Regions from separate parts of the Mus musculus genome. Here region 2 is linked to region 1. A link is a contact called in public ChIA-PET data. All regions are on one chromosome and are shown on one strand. The core of a region is the stretch at or near the end of the contact, and the rest is flanking DNA. Distances in the headings are between cores, read along the strand shown. Region 1 overlaps Gm31585 (a long non-coding RNA gene). Region 2 has its middle 4.0 kb from the start of Gm39782.

Evidence for each region. ChIA-PET counts read pairs in DNA pulled down with a chosen protein or histone mark.
Region 2: a contact with region 1 is called in an RNA polymerase II ChIA-PET map of memory CD8 T cells, with 224 read pairs. The contact joins two enhancer-like sites. A contact is called at or near these places in 11 of 39 promoter capture datasets (the C10 cell line, cranial neural crest, embryonic stem cells and 7 more), 11 of 484 Hi-C or Micro-C datasets (CD8 T cells, Th1 cells, bone marrow-derived macrophages and 7 more), 19 of 115 datasets of contacts at active chromatin or transcription factors (SST interneurons, bone marrow-derived macrophages, cardiomyocytes and 11 more) and 1 of 9 other capture datasets (embryonic stem cells).

The regions. Positions count from the first base shown.
Region 1 is chr2:30,545,731-30,549,558 of GRCm38.p6, forward strand. It overlaps Gm31585 (a long non-coding RNA gene), which reads left to right. Exons shown (of 3, transcript XR_374225.3): 1 at 1-308; 2 at 1,115-1,186; 3 at 1,748-2,114. Among named protein-coding and RNA genes, the nearest start is that of Gm31585, 3.2 kb to the left of the region's middle. Within about 2 kb of position 2,286, at least 72 of the 459 cell types and tissues checked have an H3K27ac peak or open chromatin away from gene starts, as enhancers often do. A contact at or near this core is called in memory CD8 T cells and regulatory T cells, where this site is marked.
Region 2 is chr2:30,725,933-30,729,625 of GRCm38.p6, forward strand. No RefSeq gene overlaps it. Among named protein-coding and RNA genes, the nearest start is that of Gm39782, 4.0 kb to the left of the region's middle. Within about 2 kb of position 2,164, at least 13 of the 459 cell types and tissues checked have an H3K27ac peak or open chromatin away from gene starts, as enhancers often do. A contact at or near this core is called in memory CD8 T cells and regulatory T cells, where this site is marked.

The DNA.
Region 1 (3,828 bases), core at 1,036-3,535:
TCTAGTAAGGAAAGCTTTTCTGGCGTGGTTGTTTCGATGCTTGAAATAAATGAGATCCAAGCAATTGTGGGGAACCTCTCTGGCCCAAGCATCCTCTGCCTCTCTTACTGCCTTCAGGCAACCTCTCCCATGAGGCCCTCCTGGGCTCTGGCCCCAGCGCTGTGGGGCACGGACTTTGTCCTCTCGCACCCCCATTTCTCCTCTTGCAGCCCTTTGTGATGGCTACCATAACAAATCACTCCAGATTTAGTGTCATAAAACAACAGCGGAGTTCTACAGGTCAGAGGTCAAATCTGGATGAATTCAAGGTGTGCAGCAACATTGGGTTCCTTCTGCAGATTCTCGTGTGTGTGTGTGTGTGTGTGTGTGTGTGTGTGTGTGTGTGTGTGTGTGTGTTTGCACTGGGTTCCTTCTGCAATCTCTATGTCTCTGTCTCTGCTTCTCTCTCTTGTGTGTATGTGTTTGTGTGTGTATGTGTGTGTGTTAGCACTGGGTTCCTTCTGTAGTCTCTATTTCTGTCTCTGCTTCTCTCTCTCTCTCTCTCTCTCTCACACACACATACACACACGAGAAAGAGAGAGAGAGAGAGAGAGAGAGAGAGAGAGAGGACTGGGTTCCTTTTGCAGGCTCTCTCTTGTGCATGCATGTGTGTGTGTGTGTGTGTGTTAGCACTGTGTTCTTTCTGCAGTCACTCTGTCTGTTTCTCCCTCTCTCTCGTGTGTGTCTGTGTGTGTGTGTTAGCAGTGGGTTCTTTCTGCAGTCTCTGTTTCTGTCTCTTCCACCCCCCCACCTATCTCCCCCCCCCTCTCTCTCTCTCTTTCTCTCGTGTGTGTGTCTGTGTGTGTCTCTGTGTGTGTATGTGTGTGTGTGTTAGCAGTGGGTTCTTTCTGCAGTCTCTTTCTGTTTCTGTCCCCCCCCCTTGTATGTGTGTGTTAGCAGTGGGTTCTTTCTGCAGTCTCTTTCTATTTCTGTTCCCCCCCCCCCGTGTGTGTGTGTGTGTGTGTGTGTGTGTGTGTGTGTGTGTGTGTGTAAGGGTCAGCCTCCTTACCTTTCTCCAAGCAGAGAGCCCACCCCCTGACTACCTTCCTGATCTTTGGCCCTGCTTGCTCTTCAGTTACCTGCTTTCCCATCTCAGAGTCCCTCAGTCACTCGGATGAACTAGAAGAAACCCCCGGCTCAAAGGCTGGTGAGCTGCCTCTGTTCCTCTCTGCTGTGAAACAAGCCATCTGTGTGCCCCAGGGGTTACGCTTGGGACATTGTTCTGCTAACCAGTTCACCTCTCCAGCTCCCCCCACCCACTTAGAAGCCTCTTTCTCTTCCAAGTCTTTCTCCCACGATGCCTGCCTGAGGTGGTGCCTGCACACTTCAGGTCTCCTCTGACCATAGGCCAGCACTCTAAAGTATTCCTGCAGCCTCTTCTACCTACAAGGAAAGCCAAAATGGCGCTGGGCCACACACAAACCCTGATCTGCCCACCCGCTGGTCTCCCCCAGACCCTTCCCTCTCCTACCCTTTCCCTTTGCGTCCTGTTTCCTGTATATTCCACGGTGTTTGTCACCTCCTGGCCTTTGCCCGGTGGTTCCACTCTGGATCTTTCTGTCTGTCCGCCTTCATTCATGTCCCCAGGAAGCTTGACTGACCCTTCCCAAGCACCTGAATGTACTTATTGTTTATTAGTCTGGCAGAGCACAGAGGCCTTGCCTGTCCCCTCTTGTCCCTCACAGTCTTGTGTCTTGTTTGGCCACAGAGCTAGCCATGAGCTGGTCCCAGAGTCATGGTGAACCCTGTGAATTTCTACTGAAGCTCAAGGACTTGGTCTAGGGATGCTGACGAGACCCACGGCCAGGACACACAAGATGCCAGAATGACAGCCGTGACGTGACATCGCTAGCAGCCGCTGACACCGGAAGCTGTTGACACGGGATGCCGCTGGCACCGGAAGCTGCTTGGTAGCATCTCCAAGCTTGCTTTACATAAGCTCTCAGAATGGCTGGGGAATCCAGCTCTCACCTGCTCCCCACTTTATGGATGAGAACCTTGGACTCTTCAAGTTGACCATACCTGCCTTTTGACTAGAGTGGAGGCCAGGGAAGTTTCTCATGCTTCCTGCTTGGAGGGGGCGGGGGCGGGCGGGGGTGGGGGCGGGGGCGGGTGGGGGCAAGCCCCAGCTGTTGTTGAGGTGAGGCATGGTGACTCTTCCTGGAGGAGGCTGAGGCTGGTCAGGACTTGGGTGGGGCTGAGCAGGCTGCTGGGAAGCCGCTTCCTTCCGGACCCTTCCTGTTTCCTTTTCCTCACTGCTCAGCCAAGCGATTGTCTTGCTCAGCCCTCCCCGGGCCTGCCTGGGCAGGATGTGGAGGCAGGAGGTTCTGTTTTCAAAAAGTCAAGTGTGGATTAAACACCTTGAACTGCAGACTCAATGTGGCTCAAAGAGTAACTTTTGTGTTATGTGTATTTTACCAAAATAAAAAGAACTGAAGGGCTGACTAGATGGCTCAGTGGATAAAAGTGCTTGCTGCCAAGCCTGGGACCTGAATTCCGGCCCTGGAACACACATGGTGGAAGGAGAGAAACCATTCCTGCTTGTTGTCCTCTGGCCTCTCCACAGGGACTGTGGTATGACGTGTGCTCTCCTCTCCAGATACATTTTAATGATTGTAATTTTTTTTTTTCTTTTGGGACAGAGTTTCACTGTGTAGCCCTGGCTGTCCTGGAACTCACTCTGTAGACCAGGCTGGCCTAGAACTCAGAGATCCGCCTGCCTCTGCACCCCAAGCACTGGGATTAAAGGTGTTTGCTACAACACCTGGCTATGATTATAAAATTTTAACATCAAATTGTCAAAAGAAAGGGAAGTGGCTCATGTCCCCGAATGTGAGGCTCTGTACCTGTGAAGCAGTCACCGCCCCTTGCCCTTCCCCATGCCTGACATTTCATTCTCTTCTGGAACTGATGACAGGTGTGAAGAGCTGATGGGCTGGCAGTCCCATAAGGGGTGCTCCTGGCTCTAAGGACCCATGGCAGGGGGACTAGGAGTTTGGCTCCTAGATGAGTCCCCCCTCCTCAGTGCTTGCAGCCTTGAGAGTCACAGGTTGTTTCCTGTCCCTGGCTTTCCTCTTCCAGCAACCATGATTTGTGGAGATGTCTTTCCCAGTGGGTGGGAGTCCTCTGCTGGCACAGTCCACTATGCCGCACTTTGACTATCATGACAAACAGACTCTTCTGTTTTCAAGATTTGTTTCTGTTTTACGAGTGTGTGATTGCATGTATGTCTGTGTATCATATGGATGCCTGGTGCCCTCAGAGGCCAGAAGAGGGCATCAGATCCCCTGGAACTGTAGTTCCAGGTCGTTCTGAGCCCCATGTGGGTGCTGAGAAACAAAGCCAGGTCCTCGACATAAGCAGCCAGTGTTCTACCACTGAGCAACCTCTCCAGCCCCTCCCTGCATCTTAAATTTGCTCAGTGGACAAAGGGCTGGGTGTGAGGCCGGGAGACTGCATAAGGCCTTTCAGCTACTGACTTCCTCTGTGTCCTAAGGAATGTCATCTCTCTGTGCAGCACCAGGTCCTTCCCTGTAAGCTAGACCAGTGTGGGACAACATCAGGACTCTGTCTGTCTTCAGTACTTCCTTCATCCTCTCAGCCTAGACATGTCCAGTGCCCATGGAGGAGGAAGAGGAAGAGGCCGAGGATGCCAAAGCCAGTGGAGCCCTTGGCTCCCAGGGCATGAACCTTCAGAGTGTTCTCAGACTCTGGCAGCCTCCACCCTGGGTTCTATTCTCTCCTGCTGGTGGTTGGAGCTGTGCCCCATCATTGTGGGAGCAAACACCC
Region 2 (3,693 bases), core at 914-3,413, 180 kb after region 1:
ACCCCGGGGCTCCCACGCAGACCCTCCGCAGAAACCACACTTCCTCACACTGACCAGGCAGGGCTCTCCAGGCAGTGCCCCGCCCTTCACCGCTTCTCTGCTGAGGAAATAGACAAGGCTGAGGATGGGAAGGATGGAGGAATGACGGAAACCCCCGCCCCAGACAGATCCTAGCGGATGGAGAACCGGAGGCACCTGACACCAGCTGCCTCTGCCACCTCCCTATTCATCACTCTTGTCTCCTTGAAGTTATCCTCTGGCCCTGGCCACTCGGGCCTGGCGTTGGATGGGCCACGTACTAGGGTGGGTCTCATCAGGCACATCAGCAGTGGTTGGAAACACAGTGTGTCTGAGGGGCTCAGCAGAGTTTGTAGACTGGAGGGAAGGTTCAGGGTCACCAAGGGACCCTCTGGCTGTCTAGGAGTGATGGCGTACTAGGGAAGTGTTGTAGCCATAAAGACTAGCAAGAAGGATCCTTAGAGTGATGAGAACGTTCTAGACCTTGCCTGGGATGAAGAGCAGAAGTCTGCACAGATCGGGGCCAGCAAGATGGAGCAGCCAATAAATGAAGGTGCTCCTGGTCAAGCCGGATCGCCTGAGATGGATTCCTGAGGTGAACAAGGTAGAAGGAGAGAGCCAGCCTCACAAAACTCTCTTCTGTTCCACACCCATGCATATACATATGAATGATAGATAAATGTGACATGTAGATATAACACAGAACACAGCATGTCACACAGGAGACCTGAGGCCAGTCAGTGGGCTGTCCATACCCACTCCCTGGGGCCCACCCCCAGTCTCTCTCTGTATTATGTTTCTACTTTGTTTTTGTGTTTTGAGCCCAGGCTGTCATTGAATTCACCCAACATGTGAGGAGGACCTTCAACCTCTGATCCCCCTGCCTCCACCTCCCAGGTGCAAGGATGACTGGTTAGAGGCTCCAGCCACCCCTGGCTTTTGTATCCTTTCTTACAACTACAGTGGTCTCAACAGAAGTGTCAACTAAAGCACACACATGTGCCATGCCAGCGCTCTGGTGTTCAGAGGAGGCCCTGGAGGGACCGTGAAGGTTGTTTGTCATCTTCTGCCTGGAGCTGACCCACTAATGGGGCCCCAAGTTCAGGAAAGCAGGGGTAAGAAGAAAGAACACTGGCACCTATACCTTCTACGGTCCCTGTTCCCTCTCCTACTTGGTTCCCAGGTTGGAAACACTAAATAATAAACAAACAAACAAACAAACAAACAAACAACTAAATAAACGTGAGTAAGCTGATTTCTGCCTGGAATCTTCGTGCTTGTTGCCAGCCAAGGGTGCGCCACTCCCTAATCTTTGGCTAAAGAACCCTGGAAAAGCCAGGTATGATAGTACATGATTTTAATGCCAATGTTTGTTCAGGAGGCAGAGGCAGGCAGATCTCTGTGAATTTGAGGTCAGCCTGGTCTATAAAGTGTGTTCAAGCCAGGGCTGCATAGTGAGTCCATGTCTCAAAGAAAGCAAACTCTGGAGTCCAGTCCACCTCTGGCCTCCCCCACCCACCCCCATCTTCCAATCAACACAAGTGCTGGTTTATATAAGATGAAGTCAGTAAGTCATTCAACAAACATCCATGGTACACTGCCCTGAACTTAGATTCTGGAGTAGGAGTGTTGCAGGGGTGAGGAGAAAAAAAAAAGAGCTGTTCTCTTCTTCACAGAACTCACACTCTAGGAGGGAAGACTCTGTCATGGATTTAAAGTGTGGCTACGAGATTCTGCTCTGTGGTCAAGGGCCCTGGCTGCTTGCAGATTACCTGAGTTAGAATCCAGCATCCACGCTGGGTGGCTCAGAACTGCCTCTATCTACAGATCCCGGGCATTCAACACCCTTTTCTGGTCTCTACTGGTACCTGCGTTCACGTGCACATACCCACACACAGACACACAGACACACATATCCATGTAATTTTTAAGAATTAAAAATCTTTTAAAATGTGGCTGAGATTATATACAAAGAAAGAGAGCCACGCTCAGCCAGATGAGGTGTCTCTAGCTGGAGTCGGGGACTTCCTTGCTAATCTTGGCTGCCAACCTGTCTAGAATTAACTAACCCAAACTACTAGGCACTCCTGAGAGGGGTTTTCGAAATCCGATTGTTTGAAGCAGGAAGATCACCTTAAATCTAGGCCACACGTTCTGGTGGCAGCCACATAAAAGGGCACGGAAGAGGAAACTTTGCTTTTTGCCTTCCTGTGTTCACTCTTGCTGACAAGCTCATCTATCCTGTTGCTGCAACCAAGACCAGCAGCTCTCCAGGGCTCCAGCACCAGACTGGGACTTCAGAGAGACATCCAGTCTTTGTGGCTTCTACTTGAGTTCCTGTCTCAGGTTCTGCCTTGAGTTCCTGCCCTGACTTCCCTCCGTGGTGAGCTATAAACCATAAGAAGAAGTGAACCTTTCCATCCCCGAGGTTCTTTGGATGATGGTGTTTGTCTGGTTTTTTGTTTTTTGTTTTCCGAGACAGGGTTTCTCTATGTAGCCCTGGCTGTCCTGGCACTCACTTTGTAGACCAGGCTGACCTCAAACTCAGAAATCCTCCTGCCTCTGCCTCCCCGAGTGCTGGGATTAAAGGCGTGTGCCACCACGCCCGGCTGATGGTGTTTGTCTTAGGGTCACAACTGCTATGGTGAAACACCATGACCAAAACCAACTCAGGGAGAAAAGGGTTTATCTGGCTTCCTTATCCTGAATCACACTGTCCAGTGAGAGAAGCCAAGGCAGGATCCCGGAGGCAGAAACTGATGCAGAAGCTATGGAGGGATGGTGCTTAGTGATTTGATCCTCATGGCTTACTTAGACTGCTTTCTTATAGAATACAGCACCTTCAGCCCAGAGGTGACCCCACCTACAACAGCCTGGGATCTCCCTATAAATCACTGATTAAGAAAGTGACCTACAGCTGGGCGTGGTGGCACACACCTTTAATCCCAGCACTCGGGAGGCAGAGCCAGGCGGATTTCTGAGTTCGAGGCCAGCCTGGTCTACAGAGTGAGTTCCAGGACAGCCAGGGCTACACAGAGAAACCCTGTCTCAAAAAAACCAAAAAAAAAAAAAAAAAAAAAAAAAAAAGTAACTTACAGGCAAACCTACAGGCTTACCTACAGCCCAATCTTGTGGAAACTTTGCTCAATTGAGGAACCCACTTCTTAGATGACTCTAGTTTGTGACAGGTTGACACAAAATTAGTCAGGACAGTGTTTATCACAGCAATAAAAAGCAAACTAGGACAAAGACTCACGTGGAAATGCCAGCTGCAGATATGTACGTTTGTAGTCAGTGCTGGGAAGGCAGAGGCAGGCAGATCCTGGGACTCTCACTGGGGAGGCAGAGGCAGGCAGATCCTGGGACTCTCACTGGCAGCCAGGCAGCCTTAGTGGTGTAGTCTCAGCTTGGGAGGGACCCCGCCCCAAAGAGATGAACAGTACTGCTGAGGAGGACACCTACGGTCCTGTGGCCTCCACATGCAGGTGGGCATACACCTGTGCATACACGTGTGTACACACAGACACAGACACACAAAGAAATGATAATGGCTTACAACCCATTTGTAGAAATGAGTTGTAGAAAAATGGCAGGGAGGGGAGTGACTTTGAATACACTGTCACTGCCTTCAGACACACCAGGAGAGGGTGTCAGATCCCATTACAAATGGTTGTG